Linked DNA regions of Mus musculus: region 2 is linked to region 1. Evidence: chromatin contacts called from public Micro-C data. All regions are on one chromosome and are shown on one strand. Each heading gives the region's core, a stretch centred on a gene start, on an enhancer-like site or on the middle of the called end of the contact. The rest is flanking DNA. Distances are from core to core; before and after follow the strand shown. Region 1 overlaps St6galnac3 (ST6 (alpha-N-acetyl-neuraminyl-2,3-beta-galactosyl-1,3)-N-acetylgalactosaminide alpha-2,6-sialyltransferase 3). Region 2 overlaps St6galnac3 (ST6 (alpha-N-acetyl-neuraminyl-2,3-beta-galactosyl-1,3)-N-acetylgalactosaminide alpha-2,6-sialyltransferase 3).

Region 1 (2,700 bases), core at 96-2,595:
GTTGCAGAGTGGAAAATTCTATCTGTGGAGACTCACTTCTCCTTTTTAAGTAAGAGCTCCTGGTTAAAAGCTGTGTGTCACATCCCATATGGGGGCTCTGAGATCTAATTTTACTGAAGGGCCCCAAGGCACAGAGGCTAGCCAAGATTCTGAGAAAATATCAAATAAAAATCTTGCAACCAATGGACAGCACTTTTCATAATTAGGAAGAACATATCGCCCCATACATCATCATTAGTCTGAGACAAGCAACAGAAGGCTGGTGGGGAGGACGGTTTCTCTAACCAGGGAACAGGTGGCCAGGGCAAGCAAGCCAGCGTGGGAGACCTTAGTCCACTCTGCTAAAAGAATTCTCTGCTCCTCCCCAGGAGATGGTCAGATGAGGTGAGGATGGGGGAGGGAGGGCTGTAGCTGTTTGACAGTGGGTCTTTCAGACCATGGTGGGGTTTTACTTAGACAGTGGAAGGCCAGGGAAGGGATTTAATGGTGCCCAGAGTCACCCTGAAGAATGCAGTGGTCTCCAGTCTCTTTGTAGAGCAAAGTTTGGATAGTATAGAATATCCAGAAACAATTTTATCTTTCATTTGAATTGCTTCTTGTGGGTTGATTGCTTATTCTTCAGCCATAATTGATGCTAGCTGTTGCCTTGAGGCTATTAGACCGGGGTGGGGGTGGGGGTGGGAGGTTGGGAGGATGGTTCTGGCAGCCTTCTGTGTAGCAGCCAGACACAGACAGAATAACACCCTGAAGCGTCAAAATATTAGTCCCCCGAGATACAGAATTGCAACTCTGGTTTATGAAGAAAACATCAGTTACACTTTCCAGTCATCTGGAGCAGTTTCTTGAATGCTGTTCGATCAGTTTGAATCAGCCAGGAGACTGGCCCAGAGGAAAACCAGAAGGGGACAATTCCAGGTAGCCTAGGTTGACAGCAGACTGAGCAGTGTGGCTTCTCATGGCCCAAGAAGTCCATTTGCATACGTAACATGCCCTCTTTGAAACCACTAATTATGCCTGTTATCTGTTTTCCAAGTACCATCATTTATCCAGTAGGATCCCTTGTGGAGATTACCTCTTCCATCTGAAATCTGATGCTGTCCGATTTCTACATTCTCCAGGGCCCATTCAAGGCCTCCGTCTCTTCATGGAGTTTATTCCTGATGTCCTTTGGTTTCCCTTCATTCTGAACTGTGAGAGTCTAGGAGCTCAGACACATGGAATCCCTTGGCTCTTTGATCATTCTTTCCCCCTCCTCCCTAACCTGGGAGACCCCAGCCAGTGCAGGCTCAAGTCTTAGTCTAGGCTAGTCTAGATACAGTGTGAGTGCGGAAGCAGCAGTAACTCTCCACCCTCCCGCCTCCTAAACTTAAGAGGAAGAGAAAGTGAAACAATGAAACAAAAGAAGACAAACAACACATTTTTGTAATTCAAAGACCAAATTGTGGCTTTGTGCAAAGTTCTTTTCCTCTGTGGATTTGCTGCACAGCTCATCAGATGGGTTAACATAAAAGGAGAATTGTTCTATGTAAATAACTCTAAGTGCCTTCACTCTTCTTTGTCTACTTTGTTTTCCCCAATTTCCCGCATTAAGTCCAAGTACTGTGATTCATCTTCCCATTGCTCTGACTTTGATTTTACCGTTGTGAAATGGAAATTATTAGGATTCCTGCAGCTGTGCTGCTTTACCAGGAGGGCCAGGCTGGCTCTGGTTGCTTGTGTCTCTGCCGGAAAGGTAATCTTCGCCAGGAGTGACCCCTTTATCTTTTCCTGGGAACTGCTCCTGTGAAAATGAGTATCTAATAGTTATCTTGGCTCACTAATTCATGCCATGTGCGCCAAAATTAAAACATTAAAGTTTCATAGATATAATATCATTTATAAATCATATCATAAAAACATCCATTTTCCCCATAGCCCTTGAAAACTTGGCATGCCTCCTCCCTGCCCCCAGCTGTTGCATGAATATCTGGAAACACACACACACACACAAAGACATAGAAAGTGGAGAGATACTTAGCATCAGTGCTCCCAAAGCTGCAAGGGGTATTATGCAGGGTGCTTTCAGGAGTGGGAATGCAAAATGCAATGTGAGATCCCCTGCTTCCCCTCCCCCATGTATTAACAGAGCCTGCAGCTCAGGAGGGCAGCGTTCTAGTGTTCATGCCTTATTCTGTTCCACTAGAGAAAGAGAACACTAACTGTTGCCTCCAAGCTTCTTGCTCATAAGTTTCAATATGTTTAGCTGTGGGTAAGTACAGCCAACTAATTATTTTCCACATTTCAAAAATGACAAGTAGAGAGGACTCGTTCCAAGTATCCTTAGAAACTGTGGGGTGTGGCAACTGTTCAATTAACAGGAATTAGTTGCTCTTGTTTACTACCCGATTTTCTAAATTTAGATTTGTTTTTTTTAATTTTTGTATGTATATGAGTATTTTGTCTGGGTGCGTGTGTGTATGTATGTATGTATGTATGTATGTATGTATGTATGTATGTATGCCTAAGGACCTCACGTGTGCTTCATGCCTGCAGAAGTCAGAAACAGGGTTTAGATCCCCTGGAGCTAGTGTTATGGAGGAAGGTTGTGAGCCACCAAGTGGTTACTGGGACTCGAACCCAGGTTCTCTGCAAGAGCCGAAAGTGTTCTTAACTGCTGAGCCATTTCTTCAGCTACCTGGGTCTTTTTCTTTAAATAATAAC
Region 2 (2,700 bases), core at 174-2,673, 150 kb before region 1:
ACAGTCAAGTGTGTCTGTATTTTAGTCATTCAATTTATTTTAAAGCATAACTTATGCTCCGAATGTCTTATTTTAGCCTCTGGGAACCTCTTCATGTTGACTTAGCATGCTTTTGATGCTCAGGAAAGGCCATGCATAGTTTTCCTCTTTCCTAGTATTGTTGGGTCTTCAGCTCTCATCCACCCATACCTTTCTGCCCATATTCCGACGTTCGCCAAAGAGCCTTGATTCTCTTAGCTGCTAAAAGAACATAACCATAGCACTATGGCATCCATTATTGCAAGACTGGGTTTTTCTTTCTTGGCCTTTAGAGTGGGCAGAGATAACCAATATATGCTGTGTGTCTTGTCTGTAAATAAGATTATCATGGTGTTCAAATGCAGTCTTTTCATTCTAACCCAGGCCTACCAGACTTTTATTTTAACATACATGTCTTACAGTATCTTACCGTCTTGTCTTCTGTCTGGCAGGCTGCCATTTAAAATCCCCATTTCCTCTACCTTATAATACACGGTAACCTTCAAGTAATGGTGAATCAGCTATGTGATCATTGCCAGCCTGTTAGGGGAACTGTGCATGGAAGATGTTTAAAGGTCAGGTATGGGTGCTAAATGCATAAGGCTGCATTCACTTGGTGTGTGCTGGGATGTGTTTCCCCCTCCCCCCCAAATTGCAATATTTCCCTCTCAAGTAACTAGGGGTGGGTGTTACCCTGGGCACACATAGACACACACACACAATGGACTAGGGGTGGGTGTTACCCTGGGCACACATAGACACACACACAATGGACTAGGGGCGGGTGTTATCCTGGGCACACACAGACACACACACAATGGACTAGGGGTGGGTGTTACCCTGGGCACACATAGACACACACACAATGGACTTGGGAACCAGACTTCCATTTAAATCCACTTTTGTTTCAGTCTGTCCACTCTTACTGTCAGAATTCATCAGCAATATCATTTTCATCTTAGATATGTTTGGTGGAGATAAAGCTCAAGACCTTTGACATGACAGGTAAACACTGTACCACTGAGACAACATCCCCAATTCATCACATTCTCACGGAGAGATCATGTCACTGTCGATTCATGGGCCTAAAATGTTGATGTCACTGTTACTTAAGATTTTTTTTTATATAGAGATATTATTAGGTTCAGTTTCTTGAAGGAAAATACTTCTTAGTTTCTTTTCTTCAGTCATCAAAGTTCTGTTTGAAAAATACAGCCTTGGGCTGGTGAGATGGCTCAGTGGATCAACCAAGGTGTTTACCTCCAATTCAAAGACCAGAGTTTGATCTCTGGGACCCAGTATGTGGACGGAGAGAACTGATTCTCGACAGCTGTTCCCTAACCTCCCCACGCTCTCTGTGGTGCATGCGTGGGTATGAGCTGCCACTGTCACTTCCCCACCACAAATGAATAAATGTTAGCTAAGTATATTTTCATTTTCCCAGAGGCTTCCTCTTTCTTGTGAGACTCCTTACTGAGGAAATGTGCTGTTGGGTAAGCATTGCTCAAAGGCTTGAGTTTCTTGGAACAATGCTAGACTAACCCTTAAGTATATTGAGAGACTTTTTCAAACCTAAGAGAATTAATTTGTTCTTGTATTATTTACTGCCTAAAACTCCTTGGCTTGTCTGTCAGTGTGCCCCTGTGGGGGAGCCTGAGAGCCTTGAGTGGACTCTCAGTTCTTCCGTATGAAGGAGCCAGCTTTCTCTAGAATCCTCTGATCGTTGGACAATGGCCACTTTTATAGTTGTTCTTACCGAATCCAATTCTGGTAAACAAGAATTATGAATTCTGCAGACCTCCCTTGCCTCCCAGAAACCTTTGGAGTAAAAGGTTTTTATATTCAAAACATTCCGACCAAAATGTCTCTTTGCTTCCTTTTTGAATGATTGGTATGCATACATAACAGTAGCATGCTGGCAGCCAGCATTTACCCTAATACATCTTAAGATGAAATCCCCCTGGAGGTGCTCCTGCGCCGACGGTGGCACATGGTGCCTCTCTCCCGAATGATGAGAGTATGCGCGTGGCGTGCATAGACACAGGGGGAATATTAAGTTCTCAGAAGGCCACAGGCACACCACGAGCACTATGCTCTAACCTCTGGCAGGTGGGCAATTGCAGCTTGCTTCCCACTTCAGAAACATGTCGGCAGATGTAGGCACATTATTTAATTAACTAATAATTGAGAAAGCTATAGTCACTATTAAAAGAGCAAAGCTAATTCTGGGCTGATAAAGGACTCTTAGCTGCCCTAAATAGGTCGTAATTAGCTGGCAGCGGTGTAGCTCCACCTTCAGGGATGGGTGAAATTAATGAAAGCTGGCAGTGAATGAAACTGCATTTCATGCTCCTGCCTCAGGTAAAGAGGGTGAGGAGAGAGTGAGTCGCTTTTTAGGGCCATTTAGGAAGCAGAGGACATGACAGCCACTGCCAGGAAGTACAGAGAGCATGGGACATTGGTTTGTATATATCAAGTTCTCTGCTGCCTTTCTGCCAGAGAACTCCATCATTGGTACTCAGTCTCCAGGAGAGAGAGATAAGCCAGAGATGTGCCAGCCCTCATTGACATCCAGTGGTGACAGTCCCCTTTGTCTAGCCAGGGTCTTAAAGGTAGCATGAGTCTCACTCTTTCTACTGGGTCATTTTTGAAAGTTTCTTCTATTCACTCTAGGGATTAAAT

What was found. A called contact is a pair of places that touch in the nucleus more often than the background predicts.
Region 2: a Micro-C map of macrophages shows a contact between it and region 1, with 3 times the contacts expected there. The contact joins two enhancer-like sites. A contact is called at or near these places in 3 of 484 Hi-C or Micro-C datasets (the N1E-115 cell line, cerebral cortex and macrophages).

Annotation. Positions count from the first base shown.
Region 1 is chr3:153,259,441-153,262,140 of GRCm38.p6, reverse strand. The region is part of intron 3 of St6galnac3 (ST6 (alpha-N-acetyl-neuraminyl-2,3-beta-galactosyl-1,3)-N-acetylgalactosaminide alpha-2,6-sialyltransferase 3); the gene reads left to right. Gm52634 (a long non-coding RNA gene) reads right to left here. Exons shown (of 3, transcript XR_003954698.1): 3 at 1-1,780. Among named protein-coding and RNA genes, the nearest start is that of Gm52634, 4.4 kb to the right of the region's middle. Within about 2 kb of position 1,345, at least 48 of the 459 cell types and tissues checked have an H3K27ac peak or open chromatin away from gene starts, as enhancers often do. A contact at or near this core is called in macrophages, where this site is marked.
Region 2 is chr3:153,405,149-153,407,848 of GRCm38.p6, reverse strand. The region is part of intron 3 of St6galnac3 (ST6 (alpha-N-acetyl-neuraminyl-2,3-beta-galactosyl-1,3)-N-acetylgalactosaminide alpha-2,6-sialyltransferase 3); the gene reads left to right. Among named protein-coding and RNA genes, the nearest start is that of Gm46831, 100 kb to the left of the region's middle. Within about 2 kb of position 1,423, at least 26 of the 459 cell types and tissues checked have an H3K27ac peak or open chromatin away from gene starts, as enhancers often do. A contact at or near this core is called in macrophages, where this site is marked.